2 separate regions of the Arachis hypogaea genome follow, and region 1 is linked to region 2. A link is a contact called in public Hi-C data. All regions are on one chromosome and are shown on one strand. Each heading gives the region's core, a stretch centred on a gene start, on an enhancer-like site or on the middle of the called end of the contact. The rest is flanking DNA. Distances are from core to core; before and after follow the strand shown. Region 1 holds the start of LOC112743909 (protein SCARECROW). Region 2 has its middle 3.2 kb from the start of LOC112743908.

The links. Hi-C and Micro-C count contacts between places; a contact is called where the count stands out from the background.
Region 1: a Hi-C map of an unstated tissue shows a contact between it and region 2, with 7 times the contacts expected there. The contact joins the promoter of LOC112743909 here to the enhancer-like site in region 2. A contact is called at or near these places in 3 of 8 Hi-C or Micro-C datasets (leaf and an unstated tissue).

What each region holds. Positions count from the first base shown.
Region 1 is chr14:121,957,110-121,961,873 of arahy.Tifrunner.gnm2.J5K5, forward strand. It overlaps LOC112743909 (protein SCARECROW), which reads left to right and starts at 2,322. Exons shown (of 2, transcript XM_025793338.3): 1 at 2,322-4,621. The coding sequence starts at 2,565.
Region 2 is chr14:121,847,086-121,852,484 of arahy.Tifrunner.gnm2.J5K5, forward strand. No RefSeq gene overlaps it. Among protein-coding and RNA genes, the nearest start is that of LOC112743908, 3.2 kb to the left of the region's middle. Within about 2 kb of position 3,651, at least 1 of the 3 cell types and tissues checked has open chromatin away from gene starts, as enhancers often do.

The sequences.
Region 1 (4,764 bases), core at 1,072-3,571, 110 kb after region 2:
TAAGAAGTGATAAAAATATATAGTGATAGTAATAAAAATTTTAATCCCATTTTGTTACATAATTTTTGCTAAAAATGAAAATTTTTAATGTATGAATCACATTACCATGATAAGAAAATTACAAAATTTGTACTAGTATAGCTTTGTGTGATTACCCGTTCTAATTCGTTGTGATGGAAGACGACGAAAGCATTAGATAAAAATATCTCCCCCTTCTACGCTTTCAATTCTATAATTTCCGACCACAACTGCAATACTATACCTACCACATCGTTTCCCTCTCACTTTTTCTCTCTTATTTTTATTTTTGTGTTAATTGCACTTATCTCTTTTCATTATTAAACTACTGTATTATACATGTTATTTTTTTATTAGTACAAAGATAAAATATAATACTCTTTATTCTCAATATTTTCAAAAAATTTAAAACTAATTTTGATATTTAATGTAATTCAATTTTAATGTCTTTACAAGCGCTAGTATATACTTATTTTTGTGATAAGAGTTTGCCATAACTAAAATTATTAAAAATTTATAAAACTTTTATCAGATTCCAAATGTTAATTATTTTATGAGTACTAAATATCTGTATGTAAATATGTATAATATTTATAACATTAAGTATTTCTATATAATATAAAAAAAATAATTTTTATACATTATCAAAAGTAAAATAATTTTAATTTATACCTGCATTTAATTACGTAATATTATGTCAAAAAAATAATTTTTTTACATTGTCTATCTTTTAAAAGTTTAATTACTTTGTTGATTCCTATAGTTTCATTAAATTTTTAATTAGGTCCTTATACTTTTTTTCTTTTTAATTGGGTCTCTATACTGCTTTAATTAAGTCATTCCTAATGTAAAAAATATTAGAGTTAACTAAATATTTTTTTACAAAGTGAAGATATTTATAATTAAAAACTTAATTAAATTTTTGACCGTATGTATTTTGATAAAAATATTATGTTAATTTTAACATTTTTAACATGAAAATAATATAATTACAAAATTAAAAGCAGTGTAGAGACTCAATAAAAAAAGTATAAGAACCTAATTAAAAATTTAATAAAATTATAAAGATCAACAGAATAATTAAACCACTTTTAAAAAAATGTGTTTAAACCATTGTATAGTTTTACACGGTCAATCATCATCAAAATTAAATTTTATTATAAAGTATAAAATTGAGTTTTATATATAGACAACATGAGTAACCTTAAGAAAAATGAAATGAGTGAAATTTTATTTATATATGTTTTGTGGGTAGTGAGGTAGTTAGTAGGCAGCTAGTATTGATAAGCATCATGTTATGAAATGGAAATGGTAAAGATCCAATAAAAAAAATACAAAAGAAGATGCTTAGCTTAGGGCTGGCTATTGACGATGAGTCTCTAAAGAAAAGAAAGAAGAGAAAAAAGAGAATAACATGGTTATAGGACCATATAAATAAATAAGATCAAGATGCACAAAGACGAATAGCTAGCCGCCGTAGGCACAGTGTTGCGTTGTATTCTCTTTCTCTCCCAACACACATGCACACACACATTCACACTCACATTCTCACCCTCCCCTATTGTTTTGCACCACCATGGGAATGCTAGACAGAGACATGGATCACAGATCCATCCAAAAGGCAAAAGGCATAGAGAACCGTGTTAAGAGATTGTAACTACACTAGTGAGAGAGAGAGAGAATCCTATAAGTCTCACACACACATTCACTGTCCCAATCTTAACAACGTTATCTGTTTGTAATTTGTGATGTGCCCCCTTTCAAATTAGAAATAATAATTGAAGGAATTATGATAATATACAAATGTTACGGGAACAATAATTTAATAGGGTTTATTTCGAATAGTTTTAAAATATACAATTCTAAAAATTACATTTATCAATAATATAATAATATCCATAGTCAAGTATGATTATTTATTTTTATTAATTTGTAGACATTTAATAGATAAATAAAATAAAATAATTTGTTAAAATCTTAAAAATTTTCATTTCTAAAACGATGATTGAATATTGTTAGAAAACTTAGAAAATTTTTACCCTTTTTTTAATTGAAAGAACTATTTTTGCATTTTTAACATGTGCTGCTAGATTCTTTGCTCTAAAAATTAGAGGCCCTAGGGTGACAATAGAATAATAAATATAATAAAATAATAGTATAAAAAATAGTGAGAAAAATAATTAAAAATAATATTTATATTATTTTTTATATATCATTTTCTATAATATAATTTTTTTTTCATTTTTCATTTGTCATCATTAATCTTTTAAACTAAAAGTAAAAATATATAGATAAAATAGCGAATATAGTAATAGTATTGTTTGTTTTTAAATATATAGAGAAAAGGAAAGAGACATGTGATTTGTTTGTTTAACCATATGCTACTGTACAGTACGCTTTTGGGGTTAATTATTTGAAGGCACACATTACACATACAATTGTTGATGTGCATACATACATAGACACTAAAACACACTAGCAGGATATGAAGATAGAGCCTATCATCACTCTATTCTGATTCTCTTCTCTCCTCTCTATCCCCAGACATGGCTGCTTGTGCTTTGTTCAGTGGTGCCAGTAACAACACTGCCGAAGATGGGAATGTCAGCACCACCACCACCACCACCAACGGTGCTGCTGTTGCCGGAAGTGGTAGTAGCCCTCTCACCAGTGCTTCCAGCAACATCAGCGCCGGTGAAGAACAACAACACATGCTTCTTCTCCATGGTAGTAGTGGCTTCATGAATCAGCCTCATTGTGAGAGGAAATTGGTGAGAAAAAGAATGGCTTCTGAGATGGAACTTCACCCTTCTATAACCAACACCACCACCACCACCATTTCTGAGTATCCTAGGTTTCCTCGTCGAACCACCAACAACATCAACACCTCCTCTTTCATTCAAAAGGGCTCCTCAGTTGGTACAGGTAGTAATTGTAACTATCCTTATAATAATAATAACAATAACAATAATATTAATAATAATAATAATAGTAATAGTATTAGTAATGTTGTTGTATCAAGAGATAACGTTACTATTCCAAATTACCCCATTGTGACGCTCACAACCAACTACTCCACTATGATGCTACCTTCTCTTTCATCATCTTCATCATCGTCATCATCATCTTCTTCCACCAATCTCATCAACACCGTCAATTCTTCCTCACCCTCAATACCCTCCACAACCATAACCGTTTCGGCTCCAAACTACGCTCAACACTTCAATCAAGAAATCCTACTTGACAACAATCAAAACACAACATCACCTGCAGTTTGCGGATTCTCAGGCCTGCCACTCTTTCCATCTTCACAATCGCAGAGAAACATAAGGAACAGCTCTGCAAATATTGTTGAGGTTGTTACTTCTTCGCCTTCTTCCATGGATGAAAGCTCAGCCGCTTCTAATTGGATCGATGGAATATTGAAGGATCTAATTCACAGCTCTAATAGTGTCTCAATCCCTCAGCTCATCAACAACGTCAGGGAGATTATATACCCTTGCAACCCAAACTTGGCCATGCTTCTTGAGTACAGGCTCCGCCTCCTCACTTCTGACTCCTCCGCCTCCGCCGTGCCCGCAGCACCACCGCCACCACCGCCTCCACAAAACAAAACTCCGGTTATGAAGCAAACAAATACTTCAAACATGCATGCTTACAGCACTATGCATTTTCAAGATTCATCTTTGAATCAGTACTGGCCTGTAGTACCGCCAACGCCGTTAGATTCTAACAACAACAATTCAGTTTCGTTGGCCAATACTTTACCATCACCGCCACCGCCTCCGCCGCCGCCACAGCCACCGCAACAAGAGAAACCCGAAGAAGATCTTGTTACAGCACCGGCAACCACCACGAGCACCGCCACCGCCACAGAAATGGCGGTGCTAACGAGAAAGAAAACGGAGGAGATGAATCAACAGAAGAAGAAAGACGAAGAAGGCTTGCACCTCCTCACACTACTCCTCCAGTGCGCAGAAGCAGTTTCAGCGGAGAATCTAGAAGACGCGAACAAGATGCTTCTAGAAATTTCTCAACTGTCGACGCCGTTCGGCACATCAGCGCAACGCGTGGCAGCGTATTTCTCGGAAGCCATATCCGCAAGGCTGGTCAGCTCTTGCCTCGGAATCTACGCAACGCTGCCAATCGTTCCTCACAGCCAGAAAGTGGCCTCCGCTTTCCAAGTCTTCAACGGAATCAGCCCCTTCGTCAAGTTCTCCCACTTCACCGCCAACCAAGCCATTCAAGAAGCGTTCGAGAGAGAAGAAAGGGTTCACATCATAGATCTAGATATAATGCAAGGCCTCCAGTGGCCTGGCCTCTTCCATATTCTGGCTTCCAGGCCCGGTGGGCCTCCTTACGTGAGGCTCACGGGCCTTGGAACTTCCATGGAAGCACTGGAGGCCACTGGAAAGCGGTTATCGGATTTCGCCAATAAGCTTGGCCTTCCGTTTGAATTCTTTGGCGTTGCGGAGAAAGTTGGGAACGTTGATCCTGAGAGGCTTAATGTTAGTAAGGCTGAGGCTGTTGCTGTTCATTGGTTGCAGCATTCTCTTTATGATGTTACTGGTTCGGACACAAACACTTTGTGGCTTTTGCAGAGGTAATTCATCTTTTTCTTCTCTTTTTGTTGCATGCTCTCATCTCATTTATTCATTATTCATTTATATAATAGCTTCTACTACTACTGCATGGATTATGGAAATGTTGGTTGATCTTTTTTCTTCTTGCTTATTATTGGCTATG
Region 2 (5,399 bases), core at 2,401-4,900:
AAGTTATTCTTGGATGAAATATACTTTTGGTCCTTAAATATTGTTAGTTTTGGTTTTAGACTTTATGAAGAAAAAATATTAGTTCAAACATTTCAAAAACATTTAGTATTTTTTTATCCTTATAAAGTTTCATTTTAATATGTCTAAGTTTTATGATAAGTTATTTTCAAAAATATCAAACTATTATGTGAAGTTATCTTAATAAAATTCATTATAGTTTTTTAGTGACATAAAAAATATATCATTTTGGTGCAAGAACAAAAATTCAAGGATAAACTACTAAATTGGTCTCTTACGTTTGGGCGTAATCCTGTTTTGATCATTAAGGTTTAAAATGTCCTATTTGAATTCAAAAAAGTTTCATTTAGTTTCAATGTAGTCCTACCGTGAGGTCAAAGTTAAATAATTAACGAAATATCCTACATGATAGCAATACAAGAACAAAATTGATAATCTGGAGAATAAGTACAAACTCCGGAGGCACAAAATTAACCGTTCAATACATTTAATTATTATTTTTTTTACAATGTAAATGAAATATTTTCTATAGAACTAAGGAGAATGATAAATAAATGTATCCACGGTTGATTTTGTACCTTTGGAACTTGTACTTATTTTCTAGATTATCGATCTTGTTGTTATGTAAGACATTTCATTAATGATTTAACTTTGACCTCTCAGTTGGACTACATTGAAGCTAAATGAAACTTTTTTTAATTCAAATAGAACACTTTAAACTTTAAGAACTAAAACAGGATTACGCCCAAACAAATGTACCAATTTAATATTTTTCCCAAAATTCAAACATTACAATAGTATAAACTTAAGACATAATATCTTTTATAAAAAGCATGCAATGCTACATGATCAACAAAATTTTTTTTCATATATTGTTAATTACTAGTGTTTTATTATAAGATTTTGTGACACTATATTTTCATTTAACCATTATCATAATAAAATTTATGTTATTATCATAACTATTTTAATTTTAATTGATTTTATAATTGAGATTTAAAGTCCCAAAAAGTATTGCAAATTTTAGTGTTGGTTCTCATATGGTGTTCTACAACTCAAAAACTATGACCTGTACGATTGAATTTTTAGGTTAGGGTCTATAAAAAGTTAGGGATAAAATATGCTACCGAACAAATAAAAATTAGAGTATTGTCATATGTAACCTAGGTGGATTAAATTAGACATATAGCTAAATTTCATTGAGCCACTTAAACATGGGTTCAAAGTCTGTATTATTTTAGTGTGTAGGGTAGAATCCACCCTAAATTATTATAAATCATTAAAATACTCTAAAAGCAGATCTTGGTAGAGGAAAGCCTCCTCAATGCTCACTTATTGGTGAACATCACAATGTTTGGCATAGTTGGAGATTGTATTGTTAAATAATATAAATAATATATCCTAGGTCAACATATAATTTAGGGGGTTCAATTCAATGTTACTCCCTTCTATGGAAGATGAAGTTCTGCTTTTTTTCGCTTTTAATTTTAACTCAAACAACCCTCTAATAATCTAATATAAGGGCTAATAAACTGCCACGTTGCTTCTAAACACATATCACCAATAAATTTCTTTAGGGCTTGGTTAGTTAATTAACATATATTTTTAAAGATACATGATAAATTTATAAATTAAAAAAAATTATAAAAACATATAAAATTTAAATTCTCAATATACTTATTATGTATTTAATGAAATAAAATATTTTAAAAATTTTATTATTAACAATCTTAATTTATGTTTTAGAATACAAATTAACTAAACCCATTTCTTAAAATATAATGCTTGTGACTGTGTTTTTTTTTCCTTCCTTTTTTCTGAAATTCAACAAAAACGTATTAAATTAAAAAAACAATCAAAGCAAATTCTTAGTTGTTAGTATTTTAATAGAAAAATAATAATATCACTCCTATTTCTTAAAATATCACTCCAGTTAATTTTTTATTATATTTTATATAAATTTATAAAAAAATAATATTATCAAAATAAGAGTAGTAAAATTAATTTTCTTTTATTAATATCATATAATCACTTTCTTATATTCTCAGATTTTTTTATGTCGGTAGATTATCTATAAATGGCTCCATAAGTAATAATTGATGATGAACTTAGCAATATTATTCTTTTAACTTTAAATAGCTAGGAAACATTCTATACTTTCCTTTACGTTTTTGGGAAAAAGTACCAAAGTGAGATTATGCCAATAATTAGCCCATCATTATTATGTAATAATTGTACTCATTACCTGACGTTACCAATGATTAAGCAGTTTTTACAATAAAAAAATGTTGAATTTGGGGGGAATTAATATTCTCTGCTTAAATTAAATAAAAAACTGTCAGTTAAAATCAGTTTAAAAAATTGTTAAAAATTAAAAATCAAAATTTTCTATTAAGAAAGAATACAATGAATTTGAAATATCAAACTCTAGTAGTCTACCAAATATATGTTTGAACAATTTATTAAAGGAAAAAAAAATAAAAAAAGTAGCAATGAAAATATTATCAACAGAAAAAAAGAAAAAAAAGAAAAAAGATAACAACAAGCCATATCCTATTGTGTTTACTTTTTAGGTAATTGACAAAGAGGCGCCAACATAGAAAAGAAAGACCCACATATGATTGACGCAACTATATCTTTGATTAATTTTCTTTAATTAGCCTTAAATATATAACGAATTAAGTGAAATGTAGTAATATATATATATATATTATTACATTTCACTTAATCATCTACAAAAATTAATTTCATTCCATCAGCTATGTTATCACCATATTATCAATATCACAATCATTTTAGGTCAAACGCAATACACATACAATCATTTGAGAGAAAAAAAAAGGTTCAAATATTAATTTTTAAATCTCAGAAAATAGTTTTGGAAATGAAATATATAATGCGCTTTTTTTTTTATCTCACTAATGGAGATTGAGTTGTTGGTTTCATTTTAGAAAGTCCAATTTTAGATGCACAGAGTGGAGTTGGAAATTCTCTCCTTAGGATTATAATCGTGCTTACGAAAAGGATTTAAATTTATTATCCTAGAATATTTGTTTAATGATCAATAATCCTTTTCGTAAGATCTCTTTTCTTCATAAGTGATTGTACTAATTCATTTTAGTATGGTGCTATTTTTATATCGGAAATGTTTGGTAACCAAAGAAAATCAGTTAAAAATAACCATAACTTGCCTTATTTACATTTATTAATTGTTGCGATAATTAATTAATACTAAATAAGACAAGTTCTGACTTTTTTTTATATATTGCTCGTCCATCAAAATAGAAAAATAAACTTTTTCTTTCGGTTCCTTTAAATTTGGGGTATGAATATGATTATTAAGTAATTGGGAACTTAAGAAGAAAAAACCAAAGGGAAAAAATAAGGAGGATGAAGTGGTGAAGAGAGTGTGTTGGATTTGATAGGAAAAAGACAAGAGAGTTAGTAGAGAAAAGTGAAAATGGGTGATAGCTTAAGGCCAAAAACGTGCTGCTAAAGCAAAGACAAAACATGTATCTTATCAATCTATGGAGAACTTTCTCTCTTAATTTATTTGTACTACACCAATACTAGACCTTAGACAAGGCTCCACCCTGGTGTTCCATTTGGAGTCTTGAACCCCAAATTGGAATCTTCCTCTTATATGTCTTAACGATATGACCCTTAGCTTGGACCCTAGGGAAAAGCTTGCATTATGTTCGGTATCTACATTTATTTTATTATATTAATCTTTTTAAAGACAATTATAGGTAAATTTAAACTTTAAATATTTGTTTTTTCATCCCTACTGTTAGGATGGGAATCACAAAAAAAAATTGGCGCTCACGGATATCTACGGAGATTATCCATGACGAAGAGGTTGACGGAATTCGCAAATTTTTTATGAAAAACGAAAATCTACTTCCATGAATAAATAGAGACAGAGGCGGGAATTGAGGTATCTGTCCCATAGAGATCTGCGAAAAGAAATTTATTTAAATGCTCTTATATATATAAGTTATGTAAGTATATTAGTATGTTGAATTTGTGTTTAAATTATATTTGATTTTAAACATTTAGTTGAATTGTATTGGATTTTATTATAATTGTGTTAATTTATTTTTTAACTTAATATCAATAGATACTCGCCAATATCTACCTTTTCTGCGGGAGAAAATAAATGTGACCCGTGATAAAAATGGAATAGAAACGGAAGATATTTTATTAAACAAGAATGAGAGCAGCCATAGAGATCAATCAGCATCTCTATCTACGATATATATTTTGTTATATTTTTTTCTCGATTCAGAAGGGCAAATAATTGATTGTTTCATCTGACTTGCTCCATCTGGCATCGTCATTAAAAATATAATCCCTGATTTAAGTTATATATGCAAAAATATACTACTAGTAAATTAGAGAGTTAAGTACGACTTTGGTCCCTAAGATTTAGGTCAAAAAATTTTTTCCTCTTCAACTTTTTTTGCATACAAAATTGTTCCTAAAGTTCAATGTAGTTTTAAAATCGTCCTTTTAAACAGATTAATTTTTTAAATGACAAAAATATCCCTCTCTCTTCTCACCACTACCACCACCTCACCCATTACCACTCCATCACCATCTGCACCACCCCACCCACTACCATCCCATCACTATCTATTCATGAATCCAACAAGAAAATCCAATCTTCAACAACAATCTCAAATAAATCAAAATCAAAACTACAATTCATTACCAAAACCATCATCATTAACAAAAAAAAAGAATCATCATCATCTTCAAAACAAACATTAATAAAAAAAACCAGAAAAATTAATTAATTAATAAGATAAACAAAAGAAAGAAGAAGAGGCAAAGTGAATGCCTATCATCAGAAACAAAGCGCAACAAGACACGGAGGAGATGGTGAGGCGACGGGTAGAACGCCAGCGGCGTGAGGCAAGCAGAGGAAGGCCGCTACCGCGGCGGCGTTGGCATGACCTCAAGCAGCAACGACAGCAACGCGAATCCAAGCCAACGACGACGCCAGCGAACTACGGTGGTACTAGTGCGACGACAGAGAGGAGCAGCAACGATGGTGGACGGTGATGCCGGTGGTAATTTGTGGCAGGTACTCCTCCTCCTTATCCTTCCTTTCTTTCCATTTTGCTCCATGTGTTCATCTTTGTGTAACTGTTGTGCCAATGTGAATTATATGATACGAATTTATCACCAATATGCTTTCCGGCAAGGGCGAGGTGCTGTGATGTTAGGGCGCGAGTCTCTGGGTTTTTACTTCGTTCTCCTTCTCACTCTTTGAGTTTTTGCTTCTCTCTCTCTCTCTCTCTCTCTCTCTCTCTCTTATGAAAGTGTGATGGAGATGATGATACTATGGGTATAATTGTCCGAAAGACGATTTTAAA